Linked DNA regions of Mus musculus: region 2 is linked to region 1. Evidence: chromatin contacts called from public promoter capture Hi-C data. All regions are on one chromosome and are shown on one strand. Each heading gives the region's core, a stretch centred on a gene start, on an enhancer-like site or on the middle of the called end of the contact. The rest is flanking DNA. Distances are from core to core; before and after follow the strand shown. Region 1 overlaps Megf11 (multiple EGF-like-domains 11). Region 2 overlaps Dennd4a (DENN/MADD domain containing 4A).

What was found. Capture Hi-C pulls out chosen DNA fragments and counts their contacts.
Region 2: a promoter capture Hi-C map of adipose tissue shows a contact between it and region 1. The contact joins two enhancer-like sites. A contact is called at or near these places in 1 of 484 Hi-C or Micro-C datasets (embryonic stem cells), 1 of 115 datasets of contacts at active chromatin or transcription factors (microglia) and 1 of 9 other capture datasets (adipose tissue).

The regions. Positions count from the first base shown.
Region 1 is chr9:64,694,893-64,702,106 of GRCm38.p6, reverse strand. Megf11 (multiple EGF-like-domains 11) reads right to left here. Exons shown (of 25, transcript NM_001134399.1): 20 at 6,625-6,743; 21 at 4,734-4,800; 22 at 4,199-4,300; 23 at 1,954-2,010. Among named protein-coding and RNA genes, the nearest start is that of Gm36311, 13 kb to the right of the region's middle. Within about 2 kb of position 5,461, at least 41 of the 459 cell types and tissues checked have an H3K27ac peak or open chromatin away from gene starts, as enhancers often do. A contact at or near this core is called in adipose tissue, where this site is marked.
Region 2 is chr9:64,826,469-64,833,999 of GRCm38.p6, reverse strand. The region is part of intron 2 of Dennd4a (DENN/MADD domain containing 4A); the gene reads right to left. Among named protein-coding and RNA genes, the nearest start is that of Gm36459, 19 kb to the right of the region's middle. Within about 2 kb of position 3,464, at least 102 of the 459 cell types and tissues checked have an H3K27ac peak or open chromatin away from gene starts, as enhancers often do. A contact at or near this core is called in adipose tissue, where this site is marked.

The DNA of each region.
Region 1 (7,214 bases), core at 4,212-6,711:
CTTTAGGAAATAGTTTAAATTGGTGACATGAAATAGCTGATCCAGATGTTTGGGAATTTAGCCACCAGGTAGGATTGTTCCATGTGTTTTATAAGCTTTTCTATAAAGTTGTACACTAGTATTTCACTTGCCTCTCTTTGAACTCTTACTGTGTCATGTTGGCTCCCAGCACTTGATGGTACATTTGCCTACACAGTTCTCTCTAATTTAAAAGCTGATTAGAAGCAGTGACAAATCTGGCTGCTTGCCTGTGAGAGCCTCCCATGCACTCAGATGATCCCATAAGACAGGAATGCAATGATGAAGGCAGAGACTGGCTTTCATTGGCTTTGTTTTACATTTATGGTTTAGAGTTTAAAAGTAGTTACCCGAAACACCATGCACAGTATGACAAGGTGTATGGGGAAGTGTGCTTGGATGCTAATCTCAGGGCCTGTCTGAGCTCTTCTCCATTGAGTCATACTTCTTTTCAAAGCCTCAAAGACCCTGGAAGAGCTGTGTTGTCCCCATTCCACTCTGAGAAAGAAACTGAGGCTTTGGGTCACAATGACTCAGTAGTACAATTGCTCTTCTGTTGGCAACCTCACTGAAATGATGTTTGCCTCCATTTGGATGGTTTAAGGCAGAACCCTCAGAAACTTGCCATAATAAAGCTCCCAGGGGATTACTGCCTGTGGGCTGGCTTGGAGATTAGGAATAGCCTCCCTCCTCAGACAGGTCTCCTGGGGTTTGCATATCCTAAACCAAGCTGATGGTCACTCAGCCTTGATGTTCTCAATGCCACCTGGGTCTTGCTCATCCCACTTCTGATAGCCATTTCCCCAAGAGTGGTACACAAGTTGCTCTCCTTGGTTAGGAGATGGCCATGCTAGGTCTGAAAGATCAGAACAGAAACCTGGGAGAGTTTAGACAAATGGTAGTTGGGTAATGAAATGCATAAAGATATCCTGAGGTACTCCTTGCAATTGCAGAGTGCAGGGCCCCATCTGTGTGAGTGTAAAGCTCTGTAGTTTGAACACACTTGCCAGGTGATTCTGGTGTAGAGCTAGATTTAGAATATCAGTTGGGATCTTTGCTGACTTATTACTGCTCTTTCAATTGACTGAGACTTTGAGACATTTCCCAGAGACATCACATTGATACCACTTTTATAATATACAAAAGCACTTCCCATCCGACTTTATTGGACACCCAAGATAACCTTGTTAGATAATAAGACAGGCATGAGTCAACAGGCATAATTATCCCAACCTTGCAGATGAAGAAACAACCTTAGGAAGCACAGAGTTAATAAGTGACAGAGTTCCAGAGCTCCCTGCCTAGCTCACGTGTCCCAGCATTTAAACCTAGGGCCTAATCCAGGGGCTGGACTTGGTGCTTGCTTTTTGGCTTCACCTGTAGACTTCCTAGAGGAATGGTCCACCTTGTATGTAGTTCCTGTGGCGTAGACATCTGTCTTGGCTTCCCTGCTCTTGGGCGCAGAGATCTCTTGAGGGTGAGGGCCATACAGTATTAACACTGGGTATCATTTGCATTTCTTGTGCCCCAGAAAGGCAGCAGGTGCAGGGTAGTTTTCCTTGTCAGTACAATGACAGAAGGCCTCTGGGGCAGGCAGATTGATTTTATTTCAGATTTATAATCAGTTTAACTCATACTAATTGGTTGGATAATGATGATCTACATTTCTGAAGACATTTAGCTGGCATCTATAACAAACCCACAAGCGTTTGCTAAGCAGGTGCAACTGCAATGGAAAGATGAATTCGTTATTATTAGGATCGTTCCTCCTGGGCAGAGCTGCCCAGTGGCTCTGGGTCCTGTGATCCTTTTAGCTTTTGTTTTTTTAAGGGGCTTGGGTTTTGCAGTTTCTCTCAGGTAGCATTCCTTGCCACCTCAGGTCTATAATCCCTTGCTAAGCCCTGTGTAACAGGACATCAGGATTAGATACTCTACCTTTGAAGCCTTTGTCCATAATGTATGTGTTCTGACGTCTGTCCATTCCACAAGTGCCTGCATAAAAACAGAAGGAAAGAGATGCAGGGTGAGGTTACCTAGTCCACCGGTGTCTCTTCTACCCCGTGCAGTTTTCCTCTTTTACCAAGAAAATAGTTGTTTGCTCCTAGCAGACTGCTCTACATTCAATCTATTCTAAATAATTCTGAACACAGAGGGATTCTTAAAAGGCTCATCACATTAAGATGGGCTCCAGGGCCCTCTTTTCTTTAGCTTTCCTCTTAACCTGCTCCTTGTGGGATGCCATCTGTGATCTTGTAGGTGAAGTGCCAGGCTCTGGAGACACAGGGTTAAGAGATGAAGCCAGGCCAGTGCTTAACTGGAGGGAAAGATGCAGTGAGCTCTGATTCTTTCTCTTGGCTTTGGAGACAAGGTTTCTCACCTGTTAGCTCTGATCCTGCCTTTCCTGGATCTGGGGGTGCCAGAGAGAAGTAACAAGTAGGTGGGGTATTTGATGAGTATCTTTCCAGGAAGAACAGTCACTCCTGGCCACGGCCAGTTTGCTGAGTTACTCATTTTGAACAGGGTGGAGAAGGAGAGCTTTGTTCTAAAAATGCTGCAAGTGCTTTTCAGCCCCAAAGAATTATTTCTTCATTTTGCTGTTAGTTAACTTTTTCCTGGGTTCCCAGGATGCACAGAATCAGGACATAAACTTGAGTTGATTGCTACAAGTATTCCTAGGGGTGGGATCAAGTCTGGCCTTTCCTTGTTGGGATAGTAATGTTTAACTCAGAGTTAACCCCTTCACTCTGTTGGTTTTTTTTCCCAAAGATATATATGGTGTCTAGATACACATAAGTACAGGTGCCCACGGATGCCAGAGGTGTTAGATCCTCTGGAGTTTCAGGTGATCGTGAGCTGTCTGATATGGGTGCTGGGAACCAAGAGCAGTATGGGTTCTTAACCAGACACACCCTGGTCTTTAACTGAAAACAGTCCCAAAATATATTGACTCCACCTAACTTGCCTACATTTTTTTTACACTGAAGACAAACCCACTGATACTTGGGTCCTTCCTCCACATAGAGTTCCCATGTTGAATTTGCAGGAGTTCATATCTATCTTGGCTTACGTGCCTTCCTGCGAGATAAAACAGGACCGAGCCATTCTAAAAGGCCTGTAGGAACCCATACCCTTAAAAAACATGCAGCAAGCCATGTTGACCTGGATTTATCACTTAATAATAATCATTGAAGAGAGGAGGGTATGTATACTGTTAGCCTCCACCACCCCTTCTTTATAAAACAAGAAACAGAGGTACTCTCTCCTAGTGGCCTCGGCCTAGCTGGCTGGGAGCTAACAAATGACAGTGTGGTGCTCTGGCTACAGTGGTTGAAGGTCTGTGGGACAAGGAGAACTGGGGCTGAGCCCAGATGATGCCTCATACTCCTGTTTAGACCTCAAGGTGGAGTGAAGGTAGGGACTAAAAGTCCAAGGGATATTGGATGCTTAGCCATAGTTGAGGAGCACACAGCCATCAGGGTCCTTGCAACCATGCCTACTCAGCAAGATAATTCTGAACCTGCGTGCTTCCTGCATCAGAGATCTGTGGAAGTTGACACCGTTTCACTAGAACACTAATCAGCTAGAGCCTAAACTCAAACCCAGAGCTGTCTAGAATACTGAGGCCTTCCCCGCAGTGCTTGCCCTAGAGGACCTACTTTGTAGAGAGGCCACATTCTCCGTCCATCCATTATATTTCTTTGACACTCATTTCTGTTACTGATGCACATATCCCCTTTCGGGACTTAGTTGTCAAGTGTCTTTTGACACTTCTCTCGGTACTAGGAAATGTTGCCTATCTTTTCCCGGTCTCTGCTAGACAATTCTGCCTCATTTTCTAAGAAGATGCAGTTTGGGCCACTGTTAGGTCTGGGGCCTTTCTGGAAACCATTGAGCTTTTTTGCCCAGAGAGCCAACCTTCTGTTACCAACACCATGATTGGGCTGTGTATTGCAAAATGGAGGGAATTTAGCTAGGCTGTGTCCCCTCTACAAGCAACCCCAGTTTGTCTACCTCAGCTAGCATGGTGGGGGAAAAAGGGTAGTGGGAAAGGCTGGGATAGACTGCCACCTTTGGGTAGGGCCTAGGGGCTGTAGACTAGTCGTGGGAAGGCTCCATAGGGGCAGGGATGGGGTGTAGAGCAGTCTGCTCTCAGGGTGGAAGGAAGGGCTGGGGGTCTGACCTGGTGAGTGTGGCTCAGCATGGCGGCTGAGGTGTCTAAGTTCAATGTAGAAGTCCTCGGGCGGGTACCTGGCCTCCAGGGCACTGATCTGGAAATGGGAGTCTAGTGAGAGGAATGACAGGGAGGAGCCATTATTCCCAAGGCCTGGATGGCAGGAGAAGGGGGTGGGAAGCAAAGGATGGGGCGAGGGGCAGGCCAGAAGGAATCAAGGTCTTCATGTAACACCCAGAGGGGCTGGGGCATCTGTCCTTTTCTCCTCCCTTCCCATTCCATTCCATCCTCTACTAGGGCAGAAGAAAGAAGTCCTTGAAAAGTGCCAGGTAGAGGATTCTTTTTCAAATAAACTTTCTGCTTCCACCTGGGAATCTCTATAGCCCATCCCTACACTGGGCCGTAACCACGTGCTCCCTATACACTTAACCACAGGGGAAACCATGCTCAGGATTCAACTCATTCATTTTGAGATGGGGCAGCTCCCTTCAGTACAGAGATCAGGGTGGGACTGGTGGGGAAGATGACTCAAACCACTACTGACCTAACACGTTCACATAGCTGTAGGGGGTCCAGCCTGCTGTGTCTCTGTCAAGGGACTTGTTACTGAGCTGTTTGGAGAGGAGACCCAGTTAATACCTCATGTCTCTGCTGCCCTTCCCCAAGTTGGTGCTTGGCCCAGCCTTAGTGAACCCATCCCTGAGGTGCTCCTGGGCTTCCAGGCCCTGGATGACCAGATACTATGTTACATGACAAGCTATCATGTTGTAGTTGAGGCCAGTGAGAACAGAATGTGCCCAAACCAATTTCTCAGGTGCCCATGGCATACATGGGTAGAAGCAGACATGGGGCTGTGCTGCAGGAAAGGAGGCTGGCTCAGTTCCCCATGTGTAACACAGCATCTCCAGCACAGAGGTATGGTTGCCTGCAGTGCTTGCTTGCCCCTGGGTCATATATGAGAGTTTCATGTGACATGATACAATACCCTCCCTGCATTCTCTCTTAGCTGCCCTTTATGTGAGGCAAGGATGTTACTTCAGACATGGAAACATACTCAGAGACACACAGGAGCCAGAAGCAAAGCTGGCTCTTGAACTCAGATCGTAGCTGCTTTGTCCCCTCGATGGCATCGTGCCTACCCTTTGTGCAAATGATCCGCCAGGAGGGTTCTTGTCTACATAGGGCCAGTCTTGGCCCCTGTGAGGTGAGCCAAACCAGAGAGTCACCAGTTGGCCTCCTCTGCAGTAACTTAAGTCGTCTACTGAAAGAATGGCTGACTCTTAAGACAAATAATGACATGGCCTGGAACCTTTGACTCATCCCTGGCTGGTGCCTCTAGCCTGTTGCAGCTATGATAACATAGCTGTAATCTCAAGGGCTACTTGTTGGGCAATTAAATTCTCTACTCTCAGTTCCTCAGGCTTAAAGCCACACTGAGCCTGGAAACAAGAATCTGGAGTAGAAGATGGCAAGCAGAGTGGCCAAAGCTATTGAATCTCTAGGTACCCTGCATGCAACCTGCCTGTTTCATAGAAAAGCAGCCCCAGGTCTGTGGGCTGATGATCAGTCTTCAGGGAACAAATGGGGAGGATTCTCAGCAGCAAGGAAGAGGCCTAAAATATGAAAGCTAAGCTCCTGGGCCTGGATAGATGGTACAGGAAGCCAGGTATCCTGGGATTGTCACTCACTAAATAGTCCTGCCATTCTGAGAATGTGTGTGTGGTACATGCTTAGGTGGGTGTTAGCAAGAACCCCTCACAAACCTTATCTTTGGTGGGCTGTTGATGTCTGTCTCTCAACTCTGCCTCTTACTGGTCCATCAAGGGATGCTCCACATGCTATCTGCACACATATGTGCTAAGACATCTCTTTCTAACGTTTGTAATATTTGTGACTAAGGACATCTACCCGTCCTATGACTATGGTTGTGCTTGGAGCTGTCAGGGGGGACACTGGTTCATCCCCACTCCCCTTTTCAGCAAGAACACTACAGTGTTTGTGTTCACATCAGATGTGTGTATTTGATGAAATTTATGCCCGAGTTTAAGAGGCATCAAGTGGTTAATTGAATAATGAGCCTATCACCTTAATACATTGCAGTAATCCTTGGTGAGTATATATATTGGCATATGGTATACACAGGTGTGGGATAGGATGGCTACATGTACTATTACTATGTCTGGTAGGTATTAGTTAACTACACCTGAGGCACAGGTATGTTCCAATGAGTGGGCAATGTGGTGTGGTTTCATGGGATAGAGCTTGTCTCCATACATGTTCTTTCCCTGTTATGTGATTCAGAGGGTTCTCATGTCCCATGAGTCCTAGGACTGCTCTTAATGTGGAATTTCCACACAGCCTTTATGTGGGGGTGCAGTTCCTTCTTGGGCAGAGGAGAGTGCTAAATGGAGAGAATAGTGGGTGGGGGCCAGTACCTTGGTGGGGCTGTTCCTGTCCAGAGTGCTGGCCTGGCTGGTGGCAGGCCCCCCACACGCCAGTGTGTGGTAGCTGGCATTGGAAAAGCACTGGGCATGGCTGCTACTTTGAGACAAATCTGGGAAGAGAACAAGGAGCCATATTCCATCATACACCTGCCCTTGGTTGAGATACCCCCAAACTAATGCTGGGGTTATGCAATTTTGAGTATCCCCAGCAAAGAGGCAGCTAATTTCCCACATCCTCCAAGCTGTGTGGCATCCACTAGCACTACAGCAAGCAGGAGAGAGCCCACCAGCATTTGTTCTTACTAATGCCCACCCTCTTTACAGCTCTCGGACCAGGCTTGCTAGTATAGGGTGGCATGGTCACCTGGAAGCTGCTGAATGCTGGCTCTAATGGCTTTATGTCTTCAAGTTGCTATTTTGGGTGGATTGACTTTCTCTTGATTTCCCTTATGTTCAGACCCTAGGAATAAGTAGAGAACTCCATTCTTGTTGACCCCAGCTCTTCTGAGGATTCTACAGGACTGAGAAAAATCCAGCCCTTCCTGCTCATTGTCATAAACTTTCAAAGTTCTACGAGCCTT
Region 2 (7,531 bases), core at 2,215-4,714, 130 kb before region 1:
AAGAAAGAAAGAAAGAAAGAAAGAAAGAAAGAAAGAAAGAAAGAAAGAAAGAAAGAAAGAGGAGAAGGAGGAGAAGGAGGAGAAGGAGGAGAAGGAGGAGAAGGAGGAGAAGGAGGAGAAGGAGGAGAAGGAGGAGAAGGAGGAGAAGGAGGAGAAGGAGGAGAAGGAGGAGGAGAAGAAGAGGAAGAAGAGGAAGAAGAGGAAGAAGAGGAAGAAGAGGAAGAAGAAGAAGAAGAAGAAGAAGAAGAAGAAGAAGAAGAAGAAGAAGAAGAAGAAGAAGAAGAAGAAGAAAGAGGAGGAGGAGGAGGAGGAGGAAGAATCCATGACTCAGTCGATCCTAGATTCCAGTCTGGTAAATGGGAGATAAGAGACATAGAATGTTTCAGTCAAAATTTTGATACAATGTCTTAGCTGAGAAAGTGAAAAGGATTGTGAGAAACAATGTAAGTACAATCTTGCTACCTTTTGTTTTTATTGTTTGATTTTTTCTTTAAAGTCAGGTTTCTACAATATAGCTGAAGATAGCCTTACATTTGTAATCCTTCTGCTTTAGCCTCCCAGTATTGGCATTACATGCCTGTACCACCATGTGTGTCATTGTTGTTATCTTTGGACTGCTAAATGTGATCAAGACAAATGTATGTGCTTTTACAAAGTAGGATAGTGCTCTACTTCAGGCTCTCTAAACAGCTTCAAGCAGCAAATATGGAATGGTATACATATATTTTTTTTCAAATATTTCTAAATCTTACTGCTCATTGATAGCAAGGAGTTAACACACTGCTGACCTGGTAAAACATTTTAAAAAAATAAACAACAACATCATATATAATTTCAAGTTAAAATACTGTATTTGTAAAAATACATGTAAAATTTTCAAATACCTGACAGGATATTTGCTTCTTTAGACTTCAATATGAATGATGAGTGTGGTAAAAACCAATTCCAAATACATTTTCTTTACATTTTTTTTACATTTATCCCCGTGTGTGTGTGTGTGTGTGTGTGTGTGTGTGTGTGTGTACAAGCCACTGTGAACAAGTAGAGATCAAAGATGACTCATGAGAGTTGGTTCTGTCCATTAGATGGGTTCCAGGAATCACACCCAAGCTTTCAGGCTTAGCACCAAGTGCTGTTACCCTCTGAAGCCATCTTACCAGCTCCCAAATTTATTTTCTGTCATTATGAATTCTTTTTTTAAAGTTTATTTATTTATTTTTGTGTATGTAAGTACACTGTAGGTGTCATCAGACATACCAGAAGAGGACATCAGATCCCATTACAGATGGTTGTGAGCCACCATGTGGTTCCTGGGAATTGAACTCAGAACCTCTGGAAGAGCAGTCAGTGCTGTTAACCACTGAGCCATCTCTCCAGCCCATCATTATGACTTCTTTAATACAGTAAGAACATTGATTTGACTGTGACTTTAAACAACATTTATATTATTATTCAAAAAAACCCAGATATCATTTCCTTCAATGTTGAATTTTTAGATTAATTTATTGTTGTATTCCCAGTATCACTTATTTCGACAGAACAAACTTCATTTTGATTCCATGAATCACGTAAAAAAAAGAGAGAGCTTTTAGAATTAACTGATTTTCTACTTACTACATTAGTATTTGCAAAACATGCTTCTGCTAATGGAGGCAGCAGACTACAGTTACTCCTTTACTTTCCATACATTCGCAAGGAAACAACAACAAAAAGGGCAACTAGCTGGACGTGGTGGCAAGCGCCTTTAATCCCAGCACTTGGGAGGCAGAGGCAGGCAGATTTCTGAGTTTCAGGCCAGCCTGGTCTATGGAGTGAGTTCCAGGACAGCCAGGGCTACAAAGAGAAACCCTGTCTTGAAAAACAAAAACAAAAAATAAATAAATAAATAAATAAATAGGCAACTAGTTAACTTTATTTACTAGTAGCACATCTATTGCTGATTATAGAGCACATACATTGTGGAACCCTCTCTTAACCACACACACTTTCCTTCAGATACCACATCCTGTCCTTACTTTCTGTAGTATGCTTTTATATATGTATATATGTATGTGTGTGTGTATGTATATATATATACCAAAACTATATACAGCCCGTGAAAGGAAAAGATGCTTTGTAAAGCAATGTCCCCTTACAAAAGGTGTGCAGAACCAAGCCAAAGTACAAGGAATAAACATGGCCCAGAGACCTCTGTGGGTCACTCTCACTCAGTCATCTAGCCCATTCCTTTTGATCGTGACTCTACAAACATGTGCAAGGGCATGCATGTACGTGCTCACAGAAGATCACTGGCAGTGATCATCTTGCAACTCAACAAAGCCCAATCTCCTCAGTTTAAAGTTTATGATCAATATTCATTACACAGAAACCACGGACTGGAAACAAAGGGGCAACAAAAGATGCTACAGAACAGGTACAATGGGAACCCAGGTGTGTAAGAACTAGAGAAGTCATCTTTTGTTCAAGGGCAATTTTGCCCTTAAGCTGTTAATTAGGCTAGAGCGGGAAGTAGCTAGTGTTGTCTCGGGAATACGCATCTGTTCTCAACAGAACAGGATCAGACTAGAAAGAACTTTTAATACAGTCACCTGTCTCCAGATAGACTGCAGACAATTCAAAGACTGCTATGATTTCTGTGTCTTCTATTATACTGCATGCACAGCAGTTAGATAAAGACATGGCAGGTGTGTAAATATTTAGTAATGAGTGAGGTCAAAACAGTAGGAAGCATAGGAAAGTGGAGCCATCACAGAATCATGATCGTTTGGAGCTACGAGCAAGACCATTGAGATTTTGTTTCAATTACTCTTTTTATAATTGCAGAAATTTTATAATTACAGTATAATAGCTTGCCTATAACCATAAATCAAATTATGACTTTTACTTTGGAGTTCTACTACATATAATACTTCACATTCAAGGATGGAAGCAAAGAGAGTCCTTGAAGAAATTAGTGCTTGTTATTAAACCTAGGCTTCAACAGTCAAAAAGTTAGTATATAAAAGCTCAAGTTAAACTTAACAAAAGGACAGAAAGGAACTAGTAACAAAAATAGGACTAGAGAGTAAAAGGAAAAAAAGAAAGAAGTGGAATTGAAAGATACAGAAGAAGGTTCAGCAAGCCTGCCACCAAACCTAATGACTTGGGTTCCATTGCCAGGCCCCACGTGGGGGAAGGAAAGAACTGACTTCCACAAGTTGTCCTCTGACCTCCACTCTAGTACCATGGCACACACACACACACACACACACACACACACACACGCGCGCGCGCACGCACACACACACACACACACACACACACACACAATTAAAATGCAATAAAGTTTTAAAAAATAAGAAGAGGAGGGTGGCATATAAGTAAAATAAAGGGCTAGAATCAAGCATGTGCAGAGCCTGGATCAGAAGCCCAGTACAATCTCAAATAAATAAATTAATTAAATGATAACAGATAACAAAAAGAGGAAGTGGAGAGGTAAAACGTGAGTAGAGTGAGATGAGGAGGAGGCAGCTAGAGAAGGCTTCATGTTAGACGTATTCTCTTTCAATAACTGAAATTTCCTATTGCTACAGTGAAATCTACATTGCCTGCAAAGACAAAAATCAGCTCCCACTCTTACACTGGCATTCCGTTTGTAGCCAGCATGGTCTGTGAAATCCAAGTGTCCTGGCTCACCAGCATGAGAAGGAAGTCTGGTTTTAAGTTTCCTCTCTTGCAGACTTCTTTTACTTAATTTCCCCCTTGCACACGATCCCTACGTCTCCAACTTTTTACTTCCTCTTTGAAATAGCATCTGCCTTTGTCAACCAGGCCCTAAAGGGAACTGCCGTCAGCAGGGGCAGAATGCTTCCCCCAGATAACACAAGGTCCTGTTACTCCTCACCTTACAACTGTAAGCAAACCACTCAGAATTGTGGTTCTACCTTAAATGAAGATTTAGAATTCTGTCATTTGATCAAGGTTGAACATTCCAATTTTCACCAATTCTGCCCCCTTTTAATACAGTTCCTCATGTTGTAATGACCCCCCAGCCAAAAAAATTATTTTTGTTGCTACTTCATAACCGTAATGTTGCTACTGTTATGAGTCATAACATAAATATCTGTGTTTTCCAACGACCTTAGATGACCCCTGTGAAAAGATCCTTTAACCCCAAAAGGGATCCTGACCTTAAAACTCCACAGACATAATATATTAAGTAGACTTTGAGACTCAATCCTTGAAAACAACTTTGAGAGTCCTCTTACCTTTCTACTTAATAATGATTGATGTAGTTTTTTAAATTTATATGACATAGTAGATGATCAAAAACTAAAAACAAACAGAAACTTCAAACAGAAACCTAATCATTAAGACAGGCATCTTATACAGGTATGTGATCCCCAGTGTACTGAGGAGTGGAGAAAGGTGAAGGCCATCTTTGGCTTAAATAGGGAGTCTGAGACCAGTCTGGCCTATAAGAGTCCTTGTCTCACACATAAAAAAACAAAAACAAAAACAAAAACATAACAAAAATAAAATCCTTAGTTCAATCCCAGGACCTGCATGGTTAAAAAGAGAAAACTCCCACAAGCTTCCTCTAACCTCTACAGGTGCACTGTGGAATATGTACAGAGGCACAGCTACACATGCACAAAGAAATAACATTTTAAAAAAAGAAAAGGGGGCTAGAGAGACAGCTGCATGGTTAAGAGCATTGGATGCTCTTTCAGAGGACCCAGCTTCAATTCCAATTCGGTTACCATCCATTTTAAAAGTCTGCAACTCCAGTTCCAGGGAGGCAGGTGGATATAAGCATGAAGTTCAGACACACATACAGGCAAAACCCACATACACATAAAAAATAAGTTAAAAAGTTTAAAAAAACAGAAAACATACAAATACTAGGATCCTTGGAAGAATCATGAATATTGGAAATAATTAAACTTTGGGATACTAAATTAAATTGAACAAATGTGAATAAAAACTGTAAGCCGGGTGCTGGTGATGTAATAGGAAAACGAGCACCCTTGACAAGTGTTAATAGCACTGTGAATTAGAATTTCTTCTCTTATATTCTGAAATTACTTAAAATGGATTTGCTGGATGGGAGCAGTGGCATTGGTTTTACGTTTGTTGTATTTTGTTTTGTTTGAGGCAGAGTATCTCACTCTATAGTCTAAACTGGCCTCAAGCCAGCCTGGACTACATAGTGAGACTCTGTCTCAAGAAAAGAAAGAAAGGAGGGAGGGAGCAGAAGGAGGCACAGAGGCAGATAGACAGAGAGACAAAGGAAGGAATTGTTAAAAAGTTGTCATAGAGCATTTTTTCTAATTTATAAAAAATAATTTGACATAAAACATTTAATTTTTAAAAAATTTTATGTCACATTATTATTGATCTAAAGATATTTTATATCCTATTTCCTTTAAAAGGGAGAAATTCCTTTAAATTCAGTTTTAAAGTTAAAGACCTTTAAAATCCTTTGGTCTGATCTCAGCATTTGATCAATGAGGAAATTAATTTCTAGGAAGGCTAATCTGACTCGTGGACAGCAGCACAAACCATCAGTAACAGAGCCGGGCCTGACATTGCTTTTCCCAGGTCTCTTGCCACTGCAGCCTACTCAGACCAGCTTAGTTTCAAAACAAAACCAAACAAGACCCCTACATTTTATTTCTCTGTGTAGTGTGGGAGCATGCTCGTGTCCCCTCACCCACCTGGAGCTCTGACAACAACGAGTAGAAGTCAGTTCTCTCCTTCCACCATGTGGTCCCTGGGTACTGGACTCAGGTCAGCTGGCTTGGTAAGAAGGCACGTTTACCCCACCTTGTTAACCCATAGATGACTCTTCTAAACATCCTGATGACCATCCCAGCCCTAGACAAAGTATCTCCTTTCTATTAAACAAACTTATGTTACTAGGTATGACTCGGTACTGAGATCCAAAATGTCCACTTCATGACTCTTCCTACATATCTATGTTTTGCAATCCTCCACCTTAAGCCCAAACCCATGTACACTTGTCCTCTCTCTACACAGAGTCACTAACAATACGAAGATTGACTTTGGAATAGTTAGTTATGATGCAGTCTCTCCTTCCTGAACTTTCTCGTTTTTTTCATTTTCCCTTTCTAGCATTGTATTTATTATATATTTATTATGTGTACTATTCACACACATATATATACATATATACATACACACATACATGTTTTTGTATCAGAGTCTTATTACATAGCCTGAAACTTGCTATGTAGACTAAGTTGGACTTGAACTCAGAGATATGACTGTCTCTATCTCTTAGTACTGGGATTAAAGGCATGTACCACTATGCTTAGTTACTATCCAACATATTTATCCAACATAATAAATATTTTATTTACCGAGGTTGCGTTTAATTCTCTTTCTTTGCACAGTATTGTAAAAGTTCTTTGAGGTTTAGGAGTTTTCTGCTGTACGCAATGACAGTAGTACCTGATGAACAGCACTCAATATCTGTTGAATGAATAAATAAACAAACCATGACAGCCATAATTAAAGGGATAATTTTTAAATGTGGCAGATACTGAATACCATTCAGCAAGAAAAAACTATGAAATAGAAATGTAGAAACATGGAAATTTAGTGTTGAGTAAGAACAGTTAAGCAACCAGAAGGGAATCTGAAGCAAAATAGCACTAATGTGATTAAAAGCACATACACATCCAAACCACACTATGGTAGGATGGTATCATGAACGGATTAGAATGAATGGCTACAAGGAGAAGATAATGAAGATGCAGAGCCCCCAGCAGGCTGGTGACAGAGGAGACTATGAAAAGACCCAGATGAAGCCAGCCCTCTACTCATGAGCATTCAGCTCACTCCCACTCTATGAGGTCTTAGCCACTGGATTTATCAAAGATCCAATCAATGACCTGAACAGTGTCATTTCAGTATAAAGTGTTGGCGTGAAGGAAGAAGACCATGGGAAGTGAGGAAGCACAGTCATCCTTGGAGGAGCTCTAATGGGAAGAGGCAGGGGAAATGGAGTGGAAACTGGTACATGCATGGTGCCACCTTCCCAGCCCCTTGGGCTTGTTTTTACAGCCATCATCTCTCTGGCCACATCCCCATTTCACCCTCTCAGGAGAGTGCTATAGGCACACCTCCCTTAGTTCTGTTCATTTTCCAATAAAGTAAATCTAAAAGAGTTTTTTTTTTTTTTAAAGTAAGACTGAGAAAGTTGTGCAATGATCCAAAGTAGAGAGCCTGTCCTTAGAGGCCAGGTTCTATCCCAGAGTTAAAATGTGCTATCCACAGTGAACTGTATAAAATAACTTTTACATATGTGCCTGCTTCTTTACAGATACATGATGTAGGCTCTTAACCTCTTAGGTGTCATGCACTGCCCTAGAAAAACTAATTAATGCTAACAATCTCTTCTAAAATACATAAAGATGTGCAGATAAAACCCAATTCACAACCTGAGGGGGGCTCACTTAGCTTTGCTACCCAATTTAGTCCATACATAGGCCTGTTTTTATTGTTTGTAATTTAAATTTTTTTT